Linked DNA regions of Sus scrofa: regions 1 and 3 are each linked to region 2. The links are chromatin contacts, called in public Hi-C and promoter capture Hi-C maps. All regions are on one chromosome and are shown on one strand. The core of a region is the stretch at or near the end of the contact, and the rest is flanking DNA. Distances in the headings are between cores, read along the strand shown.

Region 1 (3,523 bases), core at 1,006-3,505, 130 kb after region 2:
AACCACGTCTCGCCGCAGAGAGCCCGCCAGGGGCTGGAGCTGAGCGAGAAAGTACAGCATCTAAGAGCCACAGAATGAAGCAGGATCGGAAGGAAGGGTCCTCCGTCCTGAGGGGCCCTGGTCACTTGCCTCGGGCAGAAGGAAACCCCCAGTGACACGCTCCCCTAGGGGCATTGCCATGTTCCACACCAGCAGGCAGGAGTCTGGCAACACCTGGTCCATGCGCACGAACACCCGCTCCAGGTTCTCTCGGTAGGCCTCCATTGAGCAGCGGCCGTACCTGTCGAATAGCACAAAGGGTGGGCAAGAGCAAAGGAGTGGATGGCCTCTGAGCCACGTCTCCCTCCCTCCCTGCCATCAGGATTTGCCTCTCCCCCTCCCCCAAACCTGGAGAGATCCCAGAGGCAGGAATTGATGATCACTAGGTCTGGGGCAGGCCCACAGGTCAGCTCCTCCAGGACTCCCTCGAGGTACTCGGAGTAAACACGGGTGAGGAAGTAGAAGCGCACAAGGTGGTGACCAGAACCCGAGCAGAACTGGCGGACCTCCCGGTACTGTGTCCCATTGTGCAGTTCGCCCAGCTGACCTCCAGCCACCAGCTGGTCCTGTTCAAAGCTCAGCTCCCCCTGCCCACCCCCCCGCACAAGCTGGTCAGACCCAGGCCAGAAGGAGGAGGACCCTACCAGGCCAGGATCTGGGCCTGCCCATCACTGGCATGGCCACCAAACGTCCCTCACCTTGGCTTTCAGCTGGGCAGCTGTGAGCAGTGAGTCTTTCTGGAGCAGGAGCACTAGGTCCTTATACACAGCCCGCTGGACTGCAGGGAGACCGAGATCCTGAGGCTGAGAAAGGCCTCACTCCATCCCAGCTCCTTCCAAATCCAGGCCTCCCATCATCCCAGGGCTGGGACTGCCCAAGACCACCTTTGTGGAGGGTTAACTTAGAGGCAGGAGAAAAGGTGAGGTTACAAAGTCCTGGCATTGCCCAGTTACCTCTAGCTGTACACCACTCCTCAACTTAATATGCAGTGACCCAAGATCACCTGGTAGAAGTAAGTCTGTCAAGTCACCCAAGAGACAAATACAACCCACCGCTTCCATGAGGGGAATTTGTGGAGGACTGTCAGGAAGAAAAATGCTGAGCAAGGAAGGGGTGAAAAGCTTGACAAGCTACATCTGTCAGGACATCTACAGAAGTCGTTGGGAAAATGAAAAGAGAAAACCTAGTGGACTGGAACAGACTAAGGATCAGGAAGGAAGTTTGAGATGGTGACAAAGGGGCCAGATGCAGAAAACAGGCTGCAGGTGCGGGACTGGGAAGTGTGATTCTAGAAGGGCACTCACTTGAGTCCCCCAAGATGACCACGAACTTGTTGTGTAGTAGCTGCTGAACTTCCGAGGCCTGGAAATGGACCATGGTGCTTCGCAGCCGGCGGCGCGGCTCGTTGTTCTCCAGGCAGAAGACCATGCCGCCGCAAGAACGACGGGCTGCAGGGAGTGGCCACTAAGCCACGAGAGGGCCAGCACTCAGGGCAGGTTGGCCTCACAGCCCACCCCGAGGTAAATGAGACCTGCTCTGGCCCTTCTCGGGGTGCTCAGGGCTACAGGGTCCAGGTGGAGGCAGCAGAGTGGGGTCCATGGTGGCACCGACCTCCATACACTTGGCACAGGAGGTCGCCAGGCCCTTGGGCCTCGCGTACACCGAAGCGCTTCCAGAGCCGCGCCACCCTGCGCACTGCCTTGTGCCCGCCGCCTCCCCGCGCATGCGCGTGCGCTCTCTCGCGCCGATTACCGAGTCCCGGGGCTCCGCGCCGTTCACCAGCTACCCGGGCAGGCCCGCCAGCGCGCCTTGCCCGCGGCGGGCTCAGGGCTGGATTTCATGTTCCCGCGCCCGAGGAGGCCGATCGGTTCAGCACTGCCTCTGCCCCGCAGGGGCTGTGCGCCCCGGTTAGCGGTCGGTGCGAGGCCCGACGCCCAGCGCTCTCCATGCAGGAGTCGCGGAGGCCCGACGGCGCCTCGGGCCTCCGGACCCCAGGCGGCGACGTTCACAACTCCCACTTCCGGTCACCCATGTCCCGCCCTGCCCGACCCCGCAACACCCGAGGGGACGATAGTGCGGCGGGGCGAGCCGCCGCAGGGAGCAGGAGCCAGGGCCGGGCCCGCCCGGGCGGCCGCCAGGCCCGGGCGTGGGCGGGGACGCGGCCGCAGCCAAGTGCAGCCGCCCACAGTGGGGATGGTTGTGGCGGCAGCCTAGACACGTGACCCAGACGGGCGGAAGCGGAAGTGGAAGTGCCCTTCTGGAGCCCGCACTAGGCGGGTGTCCGCTCCGCGCTGGCCAGCCACCTCCTGCACTGGCCATGGACTGCTACACCGCGAACTGGAACCCGCTCGGGGACTCTGCCTTTTACCGGTGAGCCGCCCCGCCCTGCCTCCCACGGCCCACCTTACCTTGCTCGCTAGCTGGCTTAGTCTCCGGGCGGAGCCGGCAGCGTAAGTCCCCGTCTCTACGGGCGCTGGGGTCCGCCCCTCGCCGGTTCTATCCCGGCGTCTACCACTTAACGCACAGCAGCCTAGGGCCCGGCCTTCCCCTGTTCCCGAGAAAGAAACTAAGGCACACCCGGTGGTCACACAAGGAGGGGTACAGCCCAGCGGTGAAGTCCAGGACTGTCAGCCTCCATAAGGATGCTTGGATCACGTTGAGGGTGGCCGCCCACAGGTGACAGTGAGCGCCGAGTCTCCTGCCAGGAGGTTCTGCGGAAATCAGACCACAGGGGCGCTCCTAGGGGGGAGTAGACCTCACGGCGGGAAGGGTAACAGTGCTAACCAAGACTGGGAGAAGGAAGCGAGTCGTCAGGGAATCCAGGGACAGGGCGAATGAGGACCCCATGTTGGAGCAACCCTTTCATGGGAGTCGTAGAGCCCTAAACCACTAATCTTTCTAAAGTGTACACCAATAACGTCATTACCCTGGTTAGGATTTTTTTCAGTGACTTCTCTTTGAAGTAAGATAACGTACAAATTTCTTTTGTGTTATAGCTGTATAACTTCAATCTCATTTGCCTTTTTCCTACCGAGTCTGTGTTCCAGTTGCAAAGAACAGGGCTCCCACACAGCACAATGTTAAAAGGCTCCCTGTGTTTGCTCTAGCCTGTGGTTCCTAATGCAGGACCTGCCTTTTCCCTCTTTACCTCACTGGAGAATTTTTGCTCATCCTTCAGAACTTAGTTAAAGGGTTCTTTCTGAAACTTTCCCTGATCTAATCTCAAAAGAGTTGACTTTCACCTGACCTTCTCTTTGGGCCTCACAGGACCCAGTGCTAGGGTCTGTTATGAATGACACAGTAGGGAAATATTTGTATAGGTTTCTTCTGCTAAACCAAATTCCTTGAGGGCTGAGAGCATATTTCTTGTATCTCTTTATCTTCAATGCATATTTAGAACGGTGTCTCCTATGTAGTAGTTGCCTAATAAAGTTTTTTTTTTAAGACTGTTGATTGTGACTAAAGATCACCAAGACATTGCACT
Region 2 (3,361 bases), core at 189-2,688:
AAGGATTCTCCCCAAGCCTTCAGAGGGAGATCCAACAACACCTTAATCTTGGAATTCTAGCCTCCAGAACTGTGAAAGAATAAATTTCCGTTATTTTAAGCCGACGGGTTTGTGGTCATTTGTTTACAGCAGCCCTAGCAAATGAATACAGTCAGTGAGGAAACGTCTGACAGGTGGCCCCAAAAGGAGAACATTGTGGGCAGAAGGAAGCATAAGTCAAGACAGTACATGTATGTGGAAACGAACATAGTCTGGTGTAACCAAAGCACAGAATAAGTGTTATAGAAATGAAGCCAGGAAAGATCAGTTCATAAAGAACTTACTTTCCTATACCAGGCTGGGCCTGGCAAAGTCACGCTGGTCCCAAGAGAAGAGATGTAGAGGATGAACTGTAGAGACAGAACTGAAAGCTAAAAAATCTAATGAGGCAATTACAGTAGGGAAGCAGAAGGAAAATTAAAAGAAAAGAGGCAGTTAGAAAGCCATTCTAGAACCACAGTAACAAGATTTGATGACTCATGATGTAGCCCCATGACGGACTCCAAACCCTTGGAGCCTTCCTGCATAGACAGCAAGAGAGCTACACGACTTCTCAACTCCTGGGTTCCCAAATGAAAGGAGCAAATGGCCACTAATCAGTGGGAGCTGGAAGACAATGGATTAGTGAGTGCTGAGGGAAATTTAACGAACATTTATTTGTTTGATTTTAAATAACACGTGGGCAAGGTAGCAAGGGAGCAAACATACCAATTATGGCCACTTTGTTCTCCTTCATCGAACTCAGCACCTGCTCCAGCTTCTCCTCGGATGCCATATTCTGCACCTCGCTCAGGTGATGTTCCTGGAACTCCACCGGGACAGAGGCCGCCTTCAGGGGCACGTGCCAAAAATGGCAGGGTCAGAATGGAATAAGTCCTTTCCAGCCCAAGCCATGGTCCCTGCTGGCGGATTCCCCCGGGTCATTCACCTTGAAAACCTCCTTGACAGCGTGCATCAGCTCAGGCCCCACGCCGTCTCCTGGCAACATAGTCACGGGAAAGGCGCCTTCCACTCTCACGTCCTCGGCCTGCAAACCGGGTCAGCAGGGCTAAAGCTGGAGCGGAGGCAGCGGTCGTGGCGGGGCGCGGGGACGCTAGGAGAGGAGGGGTCAGGGGCGTGGGTAAGACAGAGCAGGACTTGCGCTTACCTGGCTCCGGGAGGCGGCTTGCGCCACGACCGAGGTACTCAGGCTCCTCCATGCTCCGGGGTTCGCGGCGGCGACCAGCGCCTGCACAGACACACACGCCTTTGAGGTCAGGTCTGGGACCCTCAGAGCGGGAATACTTCAGTGAGCCCGCCACAAACAGGCCACCCTCCCACCCGCCCCGGCGTGTCCCGGTCCTCACTCGGGTCAGCCAGCGGACGCCGCTGAGGGCCGCCATGTTCGCCGTAGGAAGTCGCGGGAAGGTGACGCCGGAATCCAGCGCGGCTCTGCGCCTCTACTTCCGGTCCGGCGTGGGTGCCGGGTGGCTCTCTCTTTTCCTCCAACACAAAGCTCGTGCTTACTTTTCATCCTCCTGCGTTAGGTACTCCTACGCACCCCTTCCCCTGGAGGCTGATGCGGCACAGAACCGCTTTGTTCCTTCCTTTATTTTCGGTCACCCTGTTTATGTTGAAACTTAAAAATAACATTAAAGGAAAATATGAGGTTTCATTTTTATCAAAGGAGGACCTAAGTTAAATAACGAGTTGAAAAACAATACTGAAGAATCTGTCTTAATGTTTTGTGTCTTCACGTTTGTTAATCTTTTAACCAGTTCTCACTGAACAGTCCTGTGTCCGACGCTAAAGGCGTTAATGAACCACATGGTCGGTAGGAGCAGGTGTGTATGTCTGGCTTCAGTATCCTAGCCTACTCAGTTACTTTGTATTAATCAGGTTTGCTGGTTGTTTGTTGCTACCTGGTCTCGTTCTGTTTCGGTGGGGGGTTTGGGGGAGGTTGTTTTTTTTGTTTGCTTGTTTTTTATGGCCGCACCCGCCGCATATACAAGTTCACAGGCTAGGGGTGGAGTGGGAGCCTCGGCTGCCAGCCTACACCTAAGCCACAGCAACGCCAGATACCAGAGGCGTCTGCAACCAACAGCACAGGAGGCAACGCCAGGTCCTTAACCCACTGAGCGAGGCCAAGGATCTAACCCACATCCTCGTAGATACTAGTTGGGTTCTTACCATTGAGCCACAACAGGAAATTCCCTGGTCTTGTTCTTTGATCTGACATTTGTTTCCCTAATAGGGTATCTGGGGCCTGAACGCCCCTAAGCAGGATTATAATTGGAGACTGAAATTACTTCAAGCATGTAAGTATGACTAAAAGGGAATTTCAGAGTGATTTTTAAAATTCCCATCACATGCTGTTGACAAATAACATGCTTAAAACAGATGACACAAGTGGACCAGGGGCACTTGATAAAAATGCAGACTTCTGAGTTCCACCCCAGACTTGCTGAATCCAAATTGCAAGATTGGGGCCCCAGAAAATACATCTGCCTCTCCCAGATGTTACGCACAAATTTAAGAACCATTAATTAGATTCTCTAAGCTTTGTAAACCTCATCCTCTACGCTTTGTAAACCTCATCCATCCAAAAAGTGTAGGGCATTCCCTCAGCCTAAGGGAGAGTATGTGTGGTTCTCATCTTGGGGACCAAAGATAGGCTTTGTGCCTCTTTTTTGCATTCCTTTAAGCAGAGCATTCTCTACAGTTGTGGGGTGAAAAGATTCAAATTAGATAATAAACGTGTAAGAAACTTAAACGTACTGTGTAAATAAAGGCTGTTATCATAGCTAATATAATTCATCAGTGTATAATATTAATGTAATATAGTCCTCCATCTTCAGAATCAAAACCAGAGAGCAGCACCAGCTTGCTGCCATAGACTCCCTAGTCCCAAGTCCCACACTGCTATTGCTGTCCACCAGCGTTTTTCTCTTCCAAATATTCTTCTTTCTAAAGAAAAAAAGTGGAAGATTTAGACTTTTTAAAACCTGTATTTTCTGTTACTTTAGGCAACTTAGGGTGGGAAAGGAAATGTACCATCTTGGTCCCATCTCTGATCATCTAATTTTAATCCCAGAAAATATTAACTTTCATGAGCGCAAGACCAACATTATTTCCATCCCTAAATTCTGCGCAGATCTGAGCCCAGCTTGACCAATAATATCTGCTAATTGATACAACACCATGGGATGTCAGAAGGGTGAAGGGAGCTAATGAAGGGTACCAGTTGATTCAGGCCAAGGAAATGTGACCATCACTGTTGCCACCTAAAGATCGGCACTGGCCATCTGCCTCTACAAGAATTAAATCACAAGCTGCTGCAACC
Region 3 (3,493 bases), core at 236-2,735, 160 kb after region 2:
TCTCTCCAGCAGAGGAGTCATGGATTTGGCCATTTCACAAGATCTCTGGGCCAGCCCTGCTGAGAGGGAGTGGGAGACACAACTCCCACTCAAGGAGGGACTTCCCTGCCGGGGAGGTGATGCCCTGAAGAAGGCCGGCCACACCCTGCATTCCCAGTCCGTGGCCCTGGTTAGCACATACTCATTCCACACATACGGGGCAGCAAGGCTCACAGTTTCCCAAATTGACGCCGCAACTGCAGGTGGTAGTGGAGACTGCAGGTGGTAGGAGCACGAACACCATGGAAGCGGCAGTTGATGTGGACTTTTCCAGAGCCGAAATGTCCTCGCCAGGAAAAAGAATTACCACCAGCCACAGACCCTTTCCCCTGGGGCGCGCATTACATGGGGCTCTGTCCCACTAGGGATGGGAGAAGGGGGCTCTGGGGTTGAGAGCCTGGAGCAGGCTGCAGGTCTGGGATGAAGCGCCTCCCAGCAAGCTCCGCTTAGACACTGCTGTGCAATCTGTCCCCAGCCTACAGACTCCCAGCCGCTCTCCCTATGTGGGTCTTGGTAGGTCCGAGGGACCCCGTGTGGGAACTACAACTAGGTGAGTGTGCCACCCACCACGATTCTGAATTGGCCTTCAGCCGCACATCCCGAAATCCTGCAGCCCGGGACCCGCTGCTGCCTGGCGAACGGACGGATGGCTTTGAGGCGCCCGCGTGCGGCGGAGCGAGGCTGAGAAGGACGTCTGAGCCTCCCTCCCGGTGGCTGGGCTCCAGAAAGAGACGCGTCTCCGGGTCCTCTCTGCGCTTTGAACTTCTCCTCCCCTCCAGGCCTATCACAAACGGCCCTCCCAACCGTGCTTCTACCCTGCTCGGTGCAAGCCAGGCCCCGGTCGGCGCATCTGGACAGCTACGGAGATTTTCCTGGGGCTCGGGTGGGGATGGCGTAGGCTGACTTCATGTAACACGACAGTCACGGATCCAGGCCTCTTCTAGGGGCTTTGCAGGTTCCTCTCCCTCCCCAGTGAGAGCCTCCATCCTTTAAATAGCTTGCAGCAATTAGAAAAGGGGAAACAATTTTTTTTGGAGAGGAGCGAAAAGACGGCTTTTGAGTTCCAGGCCGCCCTGATCTTGAGACGTTGGTCTAACTTTTGTTTGGCCTCAGTTTCTGCATCTGTACACTGGGAAGAGGGCCCACGTTCAGGGGGCTGGGATGCAGAAAGGAGGGAAGCGTTGGTGCACGGTCGGTCAGTGCACCTGGAATCCCGCTTCTCCCAGGATTGGGTCGCCTCGGGGCGCACATCTCCCAGGCCCCTATGAGATAGTGAGACCCTGAGACCCGGGTCTGCGCCCTAGGCTGGCGGGCAACCGAGCGCTCTGAGGCGCGCAAGGGCGGGGCCCGCGAGGGCTGGGAGACGCCCTTTCGGCATGGGCCAACCGGCGCCTGTCTCTGAACCGCCAATGAGGAAGCGTCTTACAGCCAAGGCCGGGTCTGGAGCAAGGCTGCGGCGAGTGCGGCGCTGACAGAGACGCGCGCGCGATCTTGCTCGGACCCGGGGCCGCCGCCGCCGCCGCCGCCGCCGCCATCACCGTCGTCCGCTCAGTCACCCCTCAGCCGCTTCCCCTGGCCATGGAGGCGAGGCCGCCGCCGCCGCCGCGGGGCTCCGAGCCGCGGGCCGGGCGGCGGCCCTGAGGGCGTGTGGCGGGCCGAGACGCCGCCGCGGCACCGAGGCGGAGCCGCCGTCCTCGTCCCCGGCGATCCCGCCCAACGCCGGACTCGGTGAGTGTTCGCTGCGGCGGCCGCCGCCGCCCCGGCGGGCTCAGGAGTGGGGGCGACTCCTGGGCGCGGTGGGAGGGGTTCCCAGCCGGAGCCCAAATCCCGTTTTTCCGGGCAGGATCCATCCGGCTTCTCCAGGGATCCCACATCCTTGCGCTGTCCGGGGGGCGGGGCGGGGCGGGGGGGGGTTCCCCGGAAACGCGCCGGCCCCGGGCGCAGACCCCTCTCACTGCCCGGGAACTTTGCGTGCGTCCTCCGGTGGCCGGGCCGGGGCTGCCATAGTTCATACTGAACGAAGAATTTTGGACAGTGAAATCGAGTTTGCCCAGGTCCATTTAGTGGGAAGAAAGAGGAAAACTCTGGGCATAAGAAAATTTGCTCTTGCAGTGACTAACTTTTCTTTTCCTTAAAAGCCCCCTGGGCCCTTCTCCTCGGCCCCTCTTTTTTCCGTCCACTCCCTACAATTGGGGCCGCTTAAGAAGGAAAGTAGGGGCTCAGAGCTGCCCAGAATTCAAAATGAGCCAATTGGGGATGTAGGTGCCCTCCCTTTTGCTTTTGGTGAATAACACAAAGAATATCGTTTTTTGAAAAATTAGTTCTTCATTGGAGTTTCTGAAGATGAAAATAGTAGCAGAGCTGAGCCCAGTGTTGAGGGTCTTTTGTTTTTGAGGGCAGTGAATGATGTTTGTAAGACAGAAGAGGAATGTTCACAGTCTCTAGGAGGGTGAAAAGTCTTAGAAACCTTTGCTTAGGGTAGGGATCCCTGCTCTAGAACCAGTCACATCTTCTGCAGGATCTCCTCACTTGCCACCTGCTTGCTGTTAAGGCAGCTCTAGAGCCAGAAGATGGTGGGTGAGGAGAGGATTGGCGGGGAGCTTGGTGGTGGAAGATGGGAGAGCATCTTCCTGCCTGGCCACTCCTTTAGAAAACACAGATCTGATGCTGTCACTTGTTTACTTAAAACTCCCTGGCTTTCCTTTTCCCATGGGATGAATGAAGCTCAGAAAGCCTAATCAGGTCATGCAAAGCCCTTGACAGTCTTACCTCAACTTACATTTAGCTTAATCCTTCCATTTTCTTTCCCTTCTTCCCTCTCTTCACATGTTTGGATGCTTTTGCATGTGCATTCCTTCTTCCTCCCCACCTTTACCTGCTAAGCTCCACCTCTTCTGTTAAAGCCCTTCTCATTGGAGAAGCTTAATGAGGGCAGTAGTTGTGTCTTGTTCAGCTTGGTCCCCTTATGCCTCGACTCTGTTTACTTCCAGGTACCCACTTCCCGAGAGTATTTCTCCTGAGTGTTTCCTGCTTGGAGGGCACACCTAGGACTTTGTATCTTGAAACCCCATCTCCCCATGTCCATACCATCCAGCCCCCATAAGTAATCAACAGGGAGGAACTGGCTGGTCTCATAATCTCACTGGCCTTCACCTGTCTCTGAAAAGCTCAGAGTCTCATGGTCTCTTTTTCATCTCTGCCTGCCTGAAGTGGCCTGGCTAATATGTGCACTCTGAGGCATGGTGAGATCCGGGAGGCTGTTCACTGAGTACCTTTTAGAAAGGTAGATGAAATTCAGAACCAGAAAATCCAATCCTCTGTCTTAAGTACGTTCACATGAGTTCTGTTTGCCCGGCGAAGTGCTTGGGACACAAAAGTGAGAAAGTCATGTGTGTATCTTTGAGGGACTCAGCATAATGCAGGACAGGTGGGGATACAAAATACGTGTATCACG

The links. Promoter capture Hi-C pulls out the DNA fragments that hold promoters and counts their contacts. A called contact is a pair of places that touch in the nucleus more often than the background predicts.
Region 1: a Hi-C map of fetal liver shows a contact between it and region 2, with 1.7 times the contacts expected there. The contact joins the promoter of VPS16 here to the promoter of IDH3B in region 2. A contact is called at or near these places in 3 of 5 promoter capture datasets (fetal skeletal muscle, liver and skeletal muscle), 25 of 47 Hi-C or Micro-C datasets (adipose tissue, alveolar macrophages, embryonic fibroblasts and 13 more) and 2 of 2 datasets of contacts at active chromatin or transcription factors (alveolar macrophages and skeletal muscle).
Region 3: a contact with region 2 is called in a promoter capture Hi-C map of fetal liver, with 2.2 times the contacts expected there. The contact joins the promoter of PTPRA here to the promoter of IDH3B in region 2. A contact is called at or near these places in 1 of 5 promoter capture datasets (fetal liver), 4 of 47 Hi-C or Micro-C datasets (embryonic fibroblasts, omental adipose tissue, retroperitoneal adipose tissue and 1 more) and 1 of 2 datasets of contacts at active chromatin or transcription factors (alveolar macrophages).

Annotation. Positions count from the first base shown.
Region 1 is chr17:32,824,706-32,828,228 of Sscrofa11.1, reverse strand. It overlaps VPS16 (vacuolar protein sorting-associated protein 16 homolog), which reads left to right and starts at 2,255. Exons shown (of 24, transcript XM_003134328.4): 1 at 2,255-2,409. The coding sequence starts at 2,357. It overlaps PCED1A (PC-esterase domain containing 1A), which reads right to left and starts at 2,048. Exons shown (of 8, transcript NM_001243864.1): 1 at 1,792-2,048; 2 at 1,344-1,503; 3 at 738-817; 4 at 388-626; 5 at 130-280; 6 at 1-39. The coding sequence starts at 1,467.
Region 2 is chr17:32,953,194-32,956,554 of Sscrofa11.1, reverse strand. IDH3B (isocitrate dehydrogenase 3 (NAD(+)) beta) reads right to left here and starts at 1,438. Exons shown (of 12, transcript NM_001044575.2): 1 at 1,386-1,438; 2 at 1,187-1,267; 3 at 968-1,066; 4 at 748-868. The coding sequence starts at 1,421. LOC102158952 (a long non-coding RNA gene) reads left to right here and starts at 1,480. Exons shown (of 4, transcript XR_002339868.1): 1 at 1,480-1,565; 2 at 1,797-1,862; 3 at 2,273-2,336.
Region 3 is chr17:32,795,087-32,798,579 of Sscrofa11.1, reverse strand. It overlaps PTPRA (protein tyrosine phosphatase, receptor type A), which reads left to right and starts at 1,485. Exons shown (of 22, transcript NM_001244485.1): 1 at 1,485-1,767.